Linked DNA regions of Sus scrofa: all the other regions are linked to region 3. Evidence: chromatin contacts called from public Hi-C data. All regions are on one chromosome and are shown on one strand. Each heading gives the region's core, a stretch centred on a gene start, on an enhancer-like site or on the middle of the called end of the contact. The rest is flanking DNA. Distances are from core to core; before and after follow the strand shown.

Region 1 (3,026 bases), core at 481-2,980, 69 kb before region 3:
GTATACATGTAAGGATAACCTGACCCCCTTGCTGTACAGTGGGAAAATTTAAAAAAAAAAAAAAAAAAAAAAGACCGTCGGTAACCGGACCGAACGAGACAAGGTATGAAAAGGCTGAATCGAACATCCGGAGACGAGGCCGCGAGGCCGCAAGGCGGGCGGCGGGGATTTGGAGACGAGGCCGAGGAGAGCGAGGTGGAGAGAAAGGCCCAGACGGGACACAGGGGGCAGCGCGTTCCCAGTAACCCGCCAGGCGGGTTGAGGATGCAGCTTTGCCTCCGCAGCAGCTCGGGTTGCTGCCGCCATGCACAGTTTCGATCCCTGGCCCAGGATCCCACCTGCTGCAGGCACAGCCAGGAATAAATCATTTAAAAGAAGAAATACTTAGCCAGGGAGACGACTCCAAGGGGCCAGACATGCCCCAAGGCGGAAGCTGCAGCGGGCGCTGGAGGCGGAGATGGAGACGCCATTGAAGAAAGCCGCCAACAGCGCCACAAATCTGATGACAACCATAAACCCACAGATCCCAGAAACTCAAGAGCCCCAAGCCCAGGCAGCCTGGAGGCAGGTAGCTCAGGGTGGGGGGCAGGACCCCCCACGGGGCGCGCCCGGCCCTCCCGCCTCCCCCGCGGCCCCCACCCCAGCCTAGTCACCGGTGGCCCCGGGGCGGGCTTCCCTGCTGACCTGGGCTCCGGGGGGCTGGGAAGCTGATCCCAGGGCTTGGCACACAGCTGGTGCCCAGTGCCCCTTTCCGAGCTCCCTCAGGACCCCCGCCTCGCACTGCCCGGTCCCCTTGCGGCCAGGCCCCGCGCCCGGCGGCTCCTCGGCCCCTCTGGCGGCTCCTTCCTGGCTCTGCCGGTTTTCCCGAAGCCCTGGGGGTTCTGTAAAAACTCTCAGGATTCTTGTAACCCCGTTTGTTTCTCTTAAGGCTGGCAGCCTGACAGGCTCTGGTTATTCTTAGAGCTAAATTATTTATCTGCCCCCCTCCCCCGCGCTTCAGAATCTTTAACGTGGCTCCTGGCTGGGAGCCAAGGCCCACTTCCCCCACTCAAAATGAAGTAATTTTAAAATCTTTTGTCTTTAATTTTTTATCACCCCAACCATGCATGTGGTATTTCAGCTTGGCAAGGTCAGAACCGGTGGGGGGGTCACAGAGCCTGTGCCAGGAGCCCCAGTGCTCCGCCCCCAGCTCCGATGACAGGAAACCGCCAGCCGCGGAGGGCAGGGCTGGGGCTCCCCGCCCCCGGCTTCCCCGAAGTCCCTTTGGAGGATAATTCAGGTCAAAGCCCAGCCCATGCACCTGGCGTGTCTGGGCCTCTAGAGCCCGAGGATCCAGGGTTGCCGTCCGTGCACACGGCCAGCCCCCTCGTGCCCAAGGACACAGACGGGACCGAGGGTGCTGCTAGACCCGGCTGGGGCACCGTGCTGTGCAGCCCGAACTTCCCTCCAAGTGGAGCCCGGGCCTGCTCACCAGGGACGCAGCCAGGTCTCCGGGGCAGGTGACCCTCCCCTGGCGGCAGCAGGGGGCCCATCACACCACAGAGCGGAAGCCTGCCCGCTGAGACAGACTCGCCAAGACTGGGCTGCTCAGTGTGGCAGCTGCGACCTGAAGAGAGGGCCTCCATCCCTCAGCCAAGTGGGCCTGGCCCGGGGACCCCACTCCCTCCTGGCTCCCCTCATGAGGGTCCCCGGGTGCCCCATGCCCCCCCCCACCACTATGTCCCACTGAGTCACTTCCTGCTGGGAAACAAACGCAGCTCATGGGTCCCTTCCAAAGAGACTCAGCAGGTCAGCTGTCTTCCCCGAGGCCCCCTGCTCTGCCCGGGGGGCTCCCCCAGAGCCTGCATGGTGGGGGCACCGTGGAGGCAGCAGTGGGCTCCTCCGCCTGAGGGCACATCCAGGTGTAGACGGTGTGGTTCAGGGGCTGAGGGCCAGGGAGCTGGGCCCCAGGCCTCGGGGGACCAGCCCCCCAGGGCAGGCAGAGGCGCTGGTGCCCACGGCCCCCCGGGGGCAGTGGTGGGCCGGGGACGGACAGTCACACGTCAGCCTGCCCAAGGCCTTTAGTGGCTCCTCCTCTTCTCCCCACAGGCCTGATGGGGTGGCCACTACAGAGCCGGCAGCAGCGGCAGCCTTCCCAGGTAGGTGGGCAGCGGGCGGACACGTATGCCAACCTCCAGAGGCTGGGTGGCCTCTACCTTCCTCTGGAGGCACCGTCAGAAGGGCAGCTCCCAGGCTCCGGGCGGGCCTTGGCTTCCCCAAGGGCCCCCAACAGGCTCCGACCCCCCCAGGCAGCACCAGACCGCCCTGGGCAGCTGGAGGAGGCCGACAGGCCAGGGTCCCCACCAAGGCCCTTCTCTCTGAAGAGTCCTGCCTCTTTGAAGAACGGCACGTGCCCAGCAGGGCCCCTCCCTGTCCCTCAGCCAAGGTCCCTGCTTCCTTGTCTCCATCCTGACTGGAAGGCCACTAGGCTTCCAGGTGTGGCCCCCACCCCTCGGGCCACTGGGAGTGATACAGACGCTGGCTGCTGGGCAGGAAGGCCCCTGGGCAGGGCAGGGCTGGGCTTCCCAGCCGTGCCCCCGCTTCAGGCGGGCACTGGCTGGCCCAGCACCATCCACACACGTCTGCTGACCGGCTGATAGAGCTGGCACCGGGGTCACCCCATCAGGACCCCAGGACCCTCACGTGTGCCGAGGAGGTGGCATGGTAGGCAGAGAAGACGTGCTGGGGAGAGGCCAGCGAGGGAGCGGCTGCATGTCCAGCCCGTGCGGGGGCAGCCAGGTGGACGGCCGCGTCTGACACGTGGGCCAGGCCGGCCCAGGCTCAGCCAAGACACCGGGGCGAGGCGGGACCACGTGGCTGTCGGGGCTGGGCCTCAGGCGGTTTCGGAGGCGGCGAGTGGCCCCCGGCCCGCCCCTCTCCCCTCTGCTGGGAGCAGGGCCTGGGGAGCAAGGTCAGATGTGGGCTGGGGCTCGGCTCTGCGGCCGCTGCCCCCCGAGCCTGCGCCCGCTCCCTTGGCTGCGGGCTGG
Region 2 (3,100 bases), core at 46-2,545, 110 kb before region 3:
GGGCCCTATGGCCTACAAGGGCCGGCCACTTAGCCAGTGGGGTGGGGAAGTGCTGCCGGACCTAAAGGCTTCAGGCTCGGCCACGAGGAACAGAGGAAAAAGCAAGATCAACAAATCATCCCAGGAGTTCCCGCTGTGGCTCAGCAGAAACAAACCCGCCTAGGATCCTTGAGGCTGCAGGTTTGATCCCTGGCCTCGCTCAGTGAGTTAAGGATCCGGTGTTGCTGTGGCTGGGGCAAAGGCTGGCAGCTGCAGCTCCACTTCGACCCCTAGCCTGGGAACCTCCCTATGTCACAGGTTAAAACAAACCCAAAATCCACCCCAACAGAGGCCATGAGGATCACATCTGAAGTTGTAGCCAAACCCTCCTGGGCCTATAGGTCCAGAGCCATCATTGCACCTGTTTGTGGAGTGGTTCTCCCTGCTCAGACAGCACGTAGGGCAGAGGAGCAGGCCTGCCTGGCGCCCAGGTCAGCCACCGCTTGGCTCCCACAAGCTTGCAGTTCACTGCAGCGCCCCTTCCCTCATTCCTCCTGGGTTCCCAGCAGAGTAATTTCCCACACTTTCAACCTCTGATGTCGTTCCCTGTACTACTCGGCGAGGCCCCGCGGCCGGCTCCTCCCTCCCCTGCGCGTAACCACTTTCCAGTCTCCACCTGGCCCTGATCACACGGCACCTACACTCACCAGGACCTGGGAGCCCTCACACACCTACTGGCGTCCACCTTACACATCTTGCGAAGTGGGAGACCAACCCGGCCGAGAGGAGGCGCCCTGGGACACTCCCAGCCCCAGGTGCCCAGGGCAGGTTTCCGGAGGGCAGCTCTGGGCAGGCACGCGGGGCGCCGTCGGCCGGGTCAGCCCGAGCGCTTGGGATCCTCGATTCAGAATCGCCAGGACCTCGAGCGACCCAACTCCACCGCGACGCTTCCACCCAAACCCTGCAGGCCAGCCTGGATCGGCCAGGACACCGAGGCCCCACGGCCCGGGGCGGCCGGCGGAACCCTCTCGGGACACGCCAGCGGGGGCGGGGGTCTGGTCACCGCGGGGACCCCGGGCCCGCCCCTGCCCTGCGCTCGGCCGCCAGCACCCCGGCCCGCGCCCTGCCCGTCCCGCCCGCCGGCACCTCGCGGTCCGCTGCGGCCGAGCGCGGTCTCCCGAGGGCCGCGGGAAGGAGGACGCGGGTGGCGGCCGCGCCGGCGCTTCTCTCGGTCCTAGAACGAGCAGCCGAGCACTTCCGCTCCGTCCTGTGCGGCGCCGCCTCCCGGCCCTCCAAGATGGCTGCCGGGGCGGGGCCGAGAGCCTCCAACCATTTCCGCTTCCGGTGCGGGGGGCCCAGGCCGTTGGCGGGGCGGTCGCGTCGGCGGAAGGGACGTAACCTGCGGAAATTCGCCGTCCCGCGCAACCGCAGTCGCGTCCTCTGGCTCCCGGCCCAGAGAGTTCCGCTCCAGAGATTGGTAACGCCCAGAAACTGAAACCAGGCCACGCCCCCCGCGACCAACGAGCCAATGGAGGAGGGCTGTGAGGTTGCTAAGGGAAACCTCTAGCGGCAAGATGGCTTCTGCCAGGGAGGGGAGCACGAACTCCCGCCTGACAGACCGCGACCCGCCAGGGCGGCCACCGCAGGACGGTAACCGCTGACGCATCCTACCAGGCCTCGGTCGTGGTGGGAGGGAGGCGGGCAGGTCTGGGAGCTCGCTGAGCGCCCCTGGCCCCTCACGTTCACTTTGGGAAGTCCGAGTCCTGAGCCGGGGCCAGAACCTGAGGCCCCGAGCCCCCCGACCTGCTCCTTCCCCGCGCCCAGCCCTCACGCCCGGGAAGACGGTCCCAGTGCCCGCTGGGTGGGCGGGGGCCCGGGCCCAGAGTAGCAGAACCGGCCGGGTCCTGGAGACCTAGCCAGGAGCAACCCTAGTCGGCCCTAGGTGTCCGGGCCGGCGCAGGACCGCACCTCCTGACGTCCCCAACGCGCAGTTGAGAAGGGCCGCACCCGTAGTATATGGAGGTTCCCAGGCTAGGGGGTCTAATATGAGCTACAGCTGCCGGCCTACACCACAGCCACAGCAACGCCGGATCCTTAACCCACTGAGCGAGACCAGGGATCGAACCCACAACCTCGTGGTTCCTAGTGGATTCATTTCCACTCCGCCAGGATGGGACCTCCCAGAAGGACATTTGATAGGAGTTGTTCATAGCATCAAAGAAGTGGGAACAGAGCGATCCCAGTCCATACCACTAACTTCAGGTAGAACTCAACCCTCGCTTACAGCAGATGCCAAAAGACACCGAGTCTGGCAACCCCAAGCTTCCCTAGAGCCGCCCCCGCCAAATCTGGTTTTGAAACAGGAGGGATGGTGGGGAGAGGGCCCTTCCCCCTCCAGGAACTACTGGAGTTGGGCGTGGGGGATGATGTGCCCAGCAGCTGAGTGGCAAGAAATGAAGTGGGGCAGGCCCTTCCCAGGTGCAGGTGTAGATTTTTGTCTGGAGAATGTGGTGCAGTGAGGTCCCCGCAGAGAGATGGGGGGCTCTTTCCACCCCTACCCACCCCCACCTTCACCCAGCTACTTTGGCTCAGCTGAAACGTCCCCTCTCCAGGAAAGCTCTCCGCCAGGCCTCCCGAGGACCCTGCACTCGCTCGCCCCAGCCCCCTCCCCCACCTCTGCACACCTAGTAGTTGCTCAGGTCTTTGCTGCAGTTCCAGTCCTGACCCAAACTGAGCCTGTGGGGAGAGTTCGCCGGAGGTGATGCCACGGACACCTGGAGAAGCCCCCAGCCCATCCCCACCTCACTGTTTGCTGATCATCAGCCGGGTCACCTGTGCCACGTGCTCACCTGTGTGTCTTCCTTTCAATATTCAGGTTACGGAGTCTACGTTTACCCGAATTCCTTCTTTCGATACGAAGGAGAATGGAAAGGAGGCAAGAAACACGGTAAGGATGGCCGGAGGCCTCTCCCCTCGGCCGCGCCACAGCCCCGAGGAGCTGGGGCCACGCCAGGTGCCAGCCACGATGGGCTCTCAGCTCACCAGTGCCAAGGAAGGGCCTCGCCTGTGGGGCTGAAGACCCAGCCGGCCACCCTGGTGGTAATAAAACTGGCTTTCTTGT
Region 3 (2,854 bases), core at 340-2,839:
TCAAGGCACAAACAGGCCCCGCCTGGCCAAGTTCTGCCTGCTGGGAAGTGCCAGGCACCCCGTGTGCGAGCCTGGGAGCTTGGGGGCCAGGGCAGTCCCCCTCGCGCATGGGGGCTGGACACTTGCTTTGGGCCCGAGGAAGGACTGGACTTGGAGCTCCAGCTTGGGCCCAGCCAGAACCACTTTCCCGGGGACTCGGGACAGAGAGTCCAAGGTCTGCAGCCTGCCCCTCCCGGCTGTCTGGGCAATGACCGTGGGCCTCAGCAAGGCTTCGCCCACCAAGCCTGCCCCAGGCTCCCCAGGGCTCCCAACCAGGCCAGCCTGGCTCAGGCTGGGAGTCAGACAGGAGGCTCTTCCTCCCGGGCTACCTGGCCCTCTAGGGGGACAAGGACACTCCCCTGCCCCCCCACCCCAGTCTCCTTAAAACAAAACAAAACAAAACACCGAGACGTGTGGAGGCGGAGGAAGCACAGGTCGCACCGCGCGCCCCAGCCCCTGCCCACAGCCACCACCCCCCCCCCACCGCCGCCGCCCCCCCCCAGGCGCGCCGCCGCCGCTCGCAGGACACTCACCCGGGGCGCCCGCCTCTTGTACTTGTTGCCGTAGTCGAACTTCTCCTTGACGTCGTCCAGGCATCTGCCGAGGCGCGCCTGCTCCTCCTTGCCGGTGTAGTCCTGGCTCAGCAGGATGTAGGCCCGCCAGTTGGCCGAGTCGAAGCCCCAGTGGCAGGTCCGGTTCTCCAGGGCCTTGTGCGAGTGCACCACGAACTTATGCGGTGGGTACAGGAGAGAGCAGTCCAGGCACTGGATGCAGGCGGCGCTCGGGCTGCTGTACAGCTCGGGGACCAGCAGTCCCTTGCACTTGCCGAAGCACTCGTGGTACACGCGCACGCTGCGCTCGCTGCGCTCCAGGCCCAGCGCCAGGCTGGCGGCCAGCTCCTGCTTGCAGGGCGGCGGGTAGGCGCCGCCGTAGAGCAGCGCGTTGCACAGGCGCTCGGCGTCCGTCTTGGTGATGAGCCCGCACGAGGGCGCCGAGAAGGGCAGGATGCCCATGACTTTGAGGATCTCCAGCTGGTCGGCCGTGCAGCGCGAGCAGTAGATGTGCAGCTCGTCGCACACCGAGTTGATCTGCTGCAGCGAGAAGTCGCGCAGCACCGAGTTGAGGATCTGCGGCAGACACAGGCGCTTCTCGCCGCCCACCACGAAGCACGAGATGGTCTCGCCCTCCAGCACGGTCTCGCAGCGCTCCGTGGAGCGGTCGGACGGCATGAAGAAGGGCCCGGGCAGCACGGGCGGCGGCGGCTGGATGGCGGGCAGGTGCAGCACCGGCGGAGGCTCGGCGGCCGCGGGCACCGGCGCCGGCACCGCGGCCGCGCCCGCCTCCTTGGCGCTCTCCTTCTTGTAGGCCTCCTGCGCCCAGCGCGCCGAGAAGGCGGCCGGGCCGCCCAGCGAGCTCATGGAGCTCAGGTGGAACTGCTCCAGCGTCTTCTGCAGCCCCGGGTGCGGCTGAAAGCCGCCCCGGCCGCCCGCCGCCGCCTCCATGGTGCGCTCCGGCTCCCCAGGCCGCTCCCGCTCCCGCGCGCCCGGGCCCCCGCGGCCCCCGCCGCCGCCGCCCCGCGCGCCCCGGCGGCGCCCCCGGCCCCGGCCCCGGCCGCCCCCCGCCACCGGCTCCCGGCCGATCACGGCCGCGGCCTCGGCCTCGCCCGGGGGCGCGAAGGGGAAGGCGGGCGGGGCGAAGGGGTCCCGCCGCTGCAGCCCGCCGCCGCCCGGGCCCGGCGCCACATCCACGCGCCCCGCGCCGCGCCCGCCGCCGCCCGGGCCCCCGCGCGCCCCCCGCGCGCCCCCCGGGCCCTAGGCGCGGGGCATGCCCCAGCGCGCGCCGCCAACGCCAACGCCAACGCTCGCGGGCCCGGGGCTCGCGGGGGGCGCGCGGGCAGGTGCCGGCGCCGCGAGGCGCGAATCGCCGCGGCGGCCGAGGCCGAGGGGCCCGGGAGGAGCGGGGGCGCGGGCGCGGGGCCCGCCGGGCCGTCCTCGCGCGGCGCGCCGCCGCCGCCGCCCCGCTCCTCCCACCGCGCGGCGCCCGCCCGGCTCGTCCCGGCGGCGCTGGCCGGCCGCGTCGCGCCCGCCGCCGGCCTCCCGGCCCGGCCCGCGCCCACCCCGCCGCCCGCGCCCGGCTCCGCGGCCTGCCCGCCCGCCCGCGCGCGCGCGCGCGCGGCTTCCGGGGCGGCGGAGCGCCTGTGGCGGCGGCCTCAGACCGCGGCGGCGGCGGCGGCGCGGAGATCGGCGCACATCCTCCCGGCGGCTCGCTCCAGCTCGGACTGAGCGCCGGGCGCTGAGCTCACGCCGCCGCCCCGCCCCGCGCCCCGCCCCGCGCCGCGCCGCCGCCCCGCCCCGCGCGTCGTCTGGGGCCGCGCGTCCGCCTCAGCCGAGCGCCGGCCTGGAATGCGCCGGCCCCCCGACCCGGCTCTTCCAGGAACGCGCGCTCCCCCCGCCCACGCCCGGCGCTCGGCCGCGCTCGGCCGCGCTCGGGCCCGTCCGCCCGGGACTCGGCTCCGCTCGGCCCAGCCCGCCGGGGACTCGGGTCTGCTCGGCTCCGCTCGGCTCCGCTCGGCCGCAGCCGCCAGGGGTTCAGCGCTGTTCGGCGCCGATCGGCCCCACCCGCCGGAAGGCGGCTCCGCGGGGGCGACGGCGGCGCCCCAGGCCCCTCATCCGGCGGAGGCCGCTTCCTGCGCGGCCGCGAAGGCCCCCGGCCCGCCGCCCCGTCGCCACCAGAGCCCAGAAACCCACACGGGGCCCCCACCACAACCGCAGACCAGCTGAGGAGCGGACAGGACGGGCCGCGCGTCCTCCATCAA

The links. A called contact is a pair of places that touch in the nucleus more often than the background predicts.
Region 1: a contact with region 3 is called in a Hi-C map of skeletal muscle, with 2.0 times the contacts expected there. The contact joins the promoter of LOC110261081 here to the promoter of SKI in region 3. A contact is called at or near these places in 2 of 5 promoter capture datasets (fetal liver and liver), 21 of 47 Hi-C or Micro-C datasets (adipose tissue, alveolar macrophages, blood and 11 more) and 2 of 2 datasets of contacts at active chromatin or transcription factors (alveolar macrophages and skeletal muscle).
Region 2: a contact with region 3 is called in a Hi-C map of liver, with 4 times the contacts expected there. The contact joins the promoter of RER1 here to the promoter of SKI in region 3. A contact is called at or near these places in 9 of 47 Hi-C or Micro-C datasets (brain, embryonic fibroblasts, fetal skeletal muscle and 4 more) and 2 of 2 datasets of contacts at active chromatin or transcription factors (alveolar macrophages and skeletal muscle).

Annotation. Positions count from the first base shown.
Region 1 is chr6:64,256,069-64,259,094 of Sscrofa11.1, reverse strand. LOC110261081 (MORN repeat-containing protein 1-like) reads left to right here and starts at 1,730. Exons shown (of 2, transcript XM_021095204.1): 1 at 1,730-2,138. The coding sequence starts at 1,730.
Region 2 is chr6:64,299,334-64,302,433 of Sscrofa11.1, reverse strand. It overlaps RER1 (protein RER1), which reads right to left and starts at 1,295. Exons shown (of 7, transcript XM_005655986.3): 1 at 1,126-1,295. LOC100624218 (MORN repeat-containing protein 1) reads left to right here and starts at 1,454. Exons shown (of 12, transcript XM_013988730.2): 1 at 1,454-1,629; 2 at 2,855-2,926. The coding sequence starts at 1,554.
Region 3 is chr6:64,187,000-64,189,853 of Sscrofa11.1, reverse strand. SKI (ski oncogene) reads right to left here and starts at 1,589. Exons shown (of 7, transcript XM_021095201.1): 1 at 573-1,589. The coding sequence starts at 1,541.